2 separate regions of the Mus musculus genome follow, and region 1 is linked to region 2. A link is a contact called in public Hi-C data. All regions are on one chromosome and are shown on one strand. The core of a region is the stretch at or near the end of the contact, and the rest is flanking DNA. Distances in the headings are between cores, read along the strand shown. Region 1 has its middle 26 kb from the start of Pvt1. Region 2 overlaps Pvt1 (Pvt1 oncogene).

Region 1 (3,222 bases), core at 306-2,805, 210 kb after region 2:
CTTAAAAATCCTTTCACAAGTCAGTGGTGGGACACAACTTTAATGCCAGCACTCGATGCAGGCACATCTCTGAGCTCCAGGCCAGCCTGGTCTATATAGCTAATTCCAGGAGAGCCAGGGCTACACAGAGAAACCCTGTCTCAGAAAACAACAAACAAAAGATAAAAAAGGAAAACAAAAAGTATTTGTATGTATTTTAATCATATTTGCCCCTCCTGCAAATGCCCCCAGCACCTCCCCATCTCCCTATTCACCCAACTTCATGTTCTCTTTCTCTCTCAAAACAAGCAAACAAAAAATCAAAACAACAAACCAGTAAGACAGAAAATACTAAAATAAAACAAAGTGAAACAAAAACCCATGGAGTTCATTTTGTGTTGGCCAACAACTCCTGGGCTTGGGGCCTATCCTAGAGCGTGGTTGATAGATCCAGTGACACTCTAGTGGAGAAAACTACATTCCTTTCTCGGTGGGCATCAACTGCAAATAGCTTCTCAGGTAAGGCATGGGACTTAGTGTCTCCTTTTCCTTCAAAGTGGTGCGATCCTGTCTGGTTTACATATGTGAAGGTCCTGGGTGTGCCGTCACAGTCTCGTTCTCAGTTCTGTTGTGTCTGAAAGGCAACCATCAACTACTTCTGGCTCTTATAATCTCTCCACTTCCTTTCCTGATGATCTCTGATCCTAGAGAGGATGGGCTTGAGAAAGACAGCCCATTTAGAAGTGATTGCTTCAAAATCCCTTACTCTCAGTGGATTGCCCAGTTGTGGATCCCTATGCTAATGTCCATCCATTGAAACCATCCTATGGTGAGGATTGTGCAATGCACCCATCCAATGGGTGTAACTAAAGTCATTAGGAGTCATTTTATTGCCTGTTCCTGTAGCCGAATAATAGTAGTAGCTTTCCCTCTCAGACTTCCCTCACCCTACCCAAGACACTTCCCAAGACAAGGTTTTTTCCCCTTGGCTATCCTGGAGCTCATTTTGTATATCAGGCTGTCCTTGAACTCACAGAGGTCCATCCTGTTTCTGTCTCCCAATTGCTGGGTTTAAAGGCATAGGCCACCACACTTGGCTGGACCTTTCTAATTTCATGTTCTTCCCATCTCATGGAGTGGTCCCTAAATCCAATTCCATGTCCTGGTTTCCCTGGGTTCAGTGAAAATGGCAAGAAAGTATTTAGCAACTGCTAAGCAGACAAGTGCTACGTAAGCCCTTGGGTCACAAAGAAGCCATGGTGGTTCTAGCCTGAAGGACTTCCTGGGTAGGTGAGTTTGGTATTCCCTCTGTACTTTTTCCTGGTGACTCTCCAGGAACAGGTGCAAGAGAAGTAAAGTGTGGCAATAATTAAGGTCTGCGATTATTTCCTTTTGTTATGATAAAGTACTGTGACAGAAGCAACTCTTGGAGGAGCAAATATTTATTTTAAGTCACAGTTTCTTGTGGAGGAATGTCAACAACAGGGAACTTGAAGCAGCCTGTTACATACCATATCCACATTTGAGGAGCAGAGAAAAACCAATGCTTGCTGATGTTAGGTTCTGCTTCTCCATTCACACAGCCCAGGAACCAATGAGGAAATGATGTCACCTTAGTGGTTGGGTCTTCCCACCTCTATTAATGTAATCAAGCTGATTCTTCACAGGCCTGCCCAGCGGCCCAGCTCCTGGGTGATCTAGATCTTGGCAAGCTGACAACATTAACTATCCCAGTAAGTGATGCTCTGACATTAGATGCAGCACAAGGAGTTCAAGAAGCAAGAGCCAGACATGGAGTTTTTGAAGTCACAACAACGCTGAAAGCTATGAGTGGCCGAGTCATCAAAGACATTGTTCTCTCCTCTCCTCTGGACAGCATTCAGTGGTAGTCAAAAGACTTTCAATGTATATAGTTATGGCATCCAGAACTGCCTAGAGGTGGTGGCTTTCATGTATCCATTCATTTCTGTATTCGTTCCCATGCAAGATGAGAAAGGCACAGGTATCAACATTTCTCTCTATGGGAGAAATGGTATTGTGGTTTTCTGCCGTGCTGTCTCCTGTATTACTTGCTGTGGTAGACTTCAGGTGTCATTTTGGGAAGATGTTCATGTGCTATGTCCTCAGCCATATAGTAATGTATCTTTTGCACAATTGTGTATTTTAAGTAACCAAGCAATTATTTTTTATGCTTTAGTTTAAGAAAAAAAAAGAATTGAAATATTATTGAATCATTTCCTCCACCTTCCCCTTCTTCCCTCCAACCCTTCCCATGTCCAGTTTCTCTAACTCCTCCCACATTCTGCCCTTGACTTCTTCTGGAATTCATACTGTTTTCCTTTTAAAAAAATGCATGCATATATAGACACAACCTGCTGAGTTCACTGAGTGTTACTTCTGTGTGTGATTTCAGCACTGGTCAGTCTGTAGTAGAGCCTCATTTCTGTGGAAGACTAATTCTCCCTTCTCAGTAGGCATTAGTTTCCTGTAGGTAACCATTTCAGGGTGGGACTCATTGAGATTTCCTCCTTCCACATTAGCATGTCTATTGGTGTTGTCCAGGTTCAGGTAGCAAGGTTGTTGTTGTAGGGTGTAGCTTTCCTGTTATTTCTAAGAGATCCAATCTCAGGAATCTTCCTGGGCTTCCGGCTGTTAGAATCTATTTGTTCTCCCTTCTGTACTGTTCCCTGAGCTGTATACACAGGAATTGCCTTGTAGATGTTTTCAATGGGGCAGTAGAGTCTCTGATCAGTTGCTATCTGATTTTACTAGTTGTAGTTTTCTGTAGTGGTCTCCATGTGCTACAGAGCCTCTTTGCCTCTTTGGCGAGGGATGAGAACTTCATGTGTCTGTGGATATTAGGGAAGGTTTTGGAATGTAGTTAGGAATTAGGCTGGTTTAGTAAGTGGTAGTAGTAGGTTCTCATCTAAGATACATAATCTCATTGGCCTTGGTAATTGGCTGGATTTTCAGTACCAGGCAAGATTTCGCTCCTGTTTAGTGGGCCTTCAATCCAATTAAAGAGCTATTGGTTACTACCAAGATATGACTGCCACTATCACACTTTTAAGATATCTTGCCATGCTGGTCATTATTGTGATTAATATGAATCAGACATTTCTTAGTCAGACCAAGCAAAAGGTAAAAAAACAAAAACAAAACAAAAAAAAAAAAACAAAAAAAACCCCTAACTTTTGTTCTTTTATTCTTTTCTTTTCTCTTTTTCCTTTTTAGATTTGAGAT
Region 2 (3,567 bases), core at 782-3,281:
TCACAGCCACATAGCCAGCCAGAGGTGAAGGTGGACTTGGCAGAGGCACAGGTGTCAGAAGCACAAATGCAAAATGACAGGATTAAATCACACAAGTCAGAGAAAAATGCAGAGTGGATAACATAGGAAATGAAACCTGGTTTTGAGGAGTGACGCCTGACATGGGGGTGGAGAACGGGAGGGTCAAAGGTGACCACGCTGGCTTCATGGAAGGGGAGATGTTGATGGGACCCATAAATGCTATATCAAGAGGTGTGATTATAATCCTGAAGCTAACTGAGAGATGCTGGCTATATTTACGTTGAAGAAGGGCATAGTCAGCCCTAGGCTTTCAGTATCTGTGCTTGGTCATTGAGAAGGGATATGAGAGTTGTCAAAATTGAGTATGACAAGAAAACCCAAAGCCCCAAGATAAGGTTGATCGGAGAGAGAAGAGACAGATGGAAACAGAGATGTGGGGCTACCAGGAAAGAAGCAGAGGGAGAGGAACTGCTGATGGGAAGGGGTCCCGGAAGAAAGAAAACCACTTCTCTTTCCTTTTGATGAAGCAAGATTATTACTTGAGAGCAGAGCTGGACAGGACAGGACAAGACTTCCCAAAAATCAGGAAGGAAAGAAGCCTGATCGTGGGCCTTTTATACAAGTCACATTCCCAAAGCATGGAGTCAACCAGGTCCATGATGGTACCCCATCTGCAGTGAGCTTTTCCTCAGAACAGGTCTCGGGGTCTGCATAAACTCTTTTCCTTCAGAAAGCCATGGCCTTGAAATTGAGACCCTCAAAACTAGTCATGGGAGAGATAGAAAGATCTGACATCACTTCATCCTGCTATAGACAAAGAAACTGAGGCTTTAAGGGGACCACTTGGCAAGTAACACAGGGATGGCACGTTCTGTGTAGACCTTCTGTGTAGATACTGTCTGAATTAGGAAAGTACCAGCAGTGTGTCAGAGGGAGAACAAACTCCAGGTCTGTCCTCCCGATAGAAGCTGAGCATTTCACAGTTCAGTCACCCTGTGGATGCATCCATACAACTCAACTTCCAGGACAGAGCACAAGGCACAGAGCCTCTAGGAAGCTGACTTGGGAGGAGCATAGAAGCGTTCCAACAGCTTGGTTTTAGTAGGAACAGAGATACCCTACCCTACAGAGCCATTGCATAGAAAGCCAGGCTTTGTCCATGCAGCAGGGGATTGCCTGTGCTCCTAGAAAGGGGAGCCTGACACAGGCTGGGGCTCCGCCTCCACCCAATGTTGGCCTGCACCATTATGAGGTTCCCCTCTTCCTTTCTCACTCCCCTCTGCCTAGTCGCTATCAGAGCATCCACATGCAAAAATCTCTAAAGGACCCACTTCTGACAAGGCAAGCCTAGCAGGCCTGGTTGTCATAAGAGATGAAGGCCAGCTGATGCCTGCAACAGCATCAGCTGTCCACTCCTAGGCATCAAGCCCTTCCCACCACCCACCGTGCCAGCCCAGGACATAGAGGTCTGGCAGCCATTGAAAAGAAAAGCTCCTATCTCTGACTCCTCAGCCTCTGATAAGAAATGTCATCCCTTGCTGGGTAATATTACTCTGCTAGATAAGGATCTCTATCTCCTCCAACATATGGCTCACTACAGAACACAGGGTCTGCTGGAGCAGGATAATTTATGCGCTTAAGCTGCAAACCCTGGGCAGTTTGAGAAGTGCATCGAACAGAACAAGAGTCAAATTATAACCTCTTCTGACCTGGCCTTGGGATTCCTCCCTGAGAAATGACAGCAACCTCCTCTACTCTACACACAATAAGCACTTTCACCCTCCTGCTGTCTCTAAAGGGCATTTGCACCAGCGTTATCAAGGCTCATCCTCACCAGGACCTCCAAAGCCGCACTTAAGTCTTCTTTTGCAGATCAGGAAATTGAGATTCAACAAGGGTGAGTAACACAGCCAAGGTCACCCAGGCAGCCGTACCCAGAGCACAGACTCAAACCCCAACAGATCTGACTCACCAGCACACTGTCAGATGGGGAGGCTGATCCAAGCCTCTGGGTTGTCTCTGCTCCAACAACTAAATCAATTAAGTCAGATCTGCCCAGGCTTAACTGGCAATGTCAGCTCCACACTGTAATCTCAAAGGTCCATTTCGATCATTCACCGCTCCTGATTTCTCTGAAGCCTGGGAAGGATGAGGAAGCCTTGTTGAGTCAAGATACTCAAGGAGAGGAAGGGGGCAGGGATGGGACCAGAAGAGGGAGAGAGGAGAGTGGGACTTAGATACTGGCTTCATGCACTCAAGGAGTAGAAGGTAGAAAGAAATTGCGGGAAAATTCTCTCTTCTCTATTGATTCATTCATTCGTTCATTCATTTGTTCATTCATTCGTATCCCTGGACAATCCATTACATGTCCATTCTGGCTTGGCCCTGGTAATCTCACTGTATCTGTAAGCAGTGCTAGACTAGACTTCATGAAAGACTGACAGGTCAGCGAAGAGACAGAGATAACAGAACATGACAGGGGTACCGTGTCTGCAGTAGATTGAATGGCTGATGTGGGGGACCGTGGCTGTGTGTTAAGGAGGAGATGGAAGTGAACCTCACACTCTGCTATTTTATACCCTCCTTTAAAAAAGCCAAGTCATCATGGCTAAGATTGGTGCTATTCTTTAGAGTGATTATTTCAACCATGTTCTGCATTGCCTCCAAGATCCATTAGTAACTACAATTGAACAATTTTAATTGACAAATAAAAATTACACATATTTATGGTATATATAATTGGTATATGGTATATATAATATGGCATATTTTATATATATATGCACATTGTAGAAGTCTAAATTCAACTAATTAATATGTGCATAAGTCATATACTTTTCTTTCCAGCTGACTCTTTTAAATAGCTATATAGCATTTCATTTTATAAAGATGTCCCAATTCAATAACCACAGCTAATAAAACTGAAGAGAGAAGTTACCCAGCCCTTCGCTAGGCAATCTCTAGGAGCTACTTCAGCTCCTTAGGGTGGCCGTACCTAAGACATCTTTCAGATATCCTTCAGATACATGAAGGATACAAGATGCGGTTAATTAATAACAGACTCAAAACCATCCTGAGTTATCACATTTGTAGAATCTCTCTTTGGTCCACTTGAAAGTGAGGAAAGTAAGAAAGGAGAAATAAATTTAGTGTTGTGGGTGGGCCACTTATGGAAAAAAGGACTAAGATGGGTCAGGGTGGATGGCTGGTTCTAATTTCAGTCTCTTTTACTACTGTCATGTGACCTTGATGTCATTGGGGACCTCAGCTTATCCCACGGCAGAGTGGAATAGGAATGGACCTGTCAGACAACGTCCATATTTGAGATTAAGCTGTATGTTTGATAGTCACACTGAGGAGTTATGGAAGCTATTATCTAGGCCTCCTGCAACTGCAGAGAGTGAAGGAGACTCAGGTGCACTCTTCCATGAATTTTTACACAGGGGAAAAGAGATCAAGGAGCAGTCATGCCGGCTACATGAAAGTTTTCCTCAGGCCCACCGCACGGGTGTCAGCAAGGGGACCAGGTGGGGCCAGAGATAGGGC

What was found. Hi-C and Micro-C count contacts between places; a contact is called where the count stands out from the background.
Region 1: a contact with region 2 is called in a Hi-C map of the N1E-115 cell line, with 1.7 times the contacts expected there. A contact is called at or near these places in 2 of 484 Hi-C or Micro-C datasets (the N1E-115 cell line and stem cell-derived neural stem cells), 3 of 130 datasets of targeted methods (the NIH/3T3 cell line, embryonic stem cells and fetal liver) and 1 of 9 other capture datasets (embryonic stem cells).

The regions. Positions count from the first base shown.
Region 1 is chr15:62,010,269-62,013,490 of GRCm38.p6, reverse strand. No RefSeq gene overlaps it. Among named protein-coding and RNA genes, the nearest start is that of Pvt1, 26 kb to the left of the region's middle.
Region 2 is chr15:62,221,330-62,224,896 of GRCm38.p6, reverse strand. The region is part of intron 2 of Pvt1 (Pvt1 oncogene); the gene reads right to left. Among named protein-coding and RNA genes, the nearest start is that of Pvt1, 190 kb to the right of the region's middle.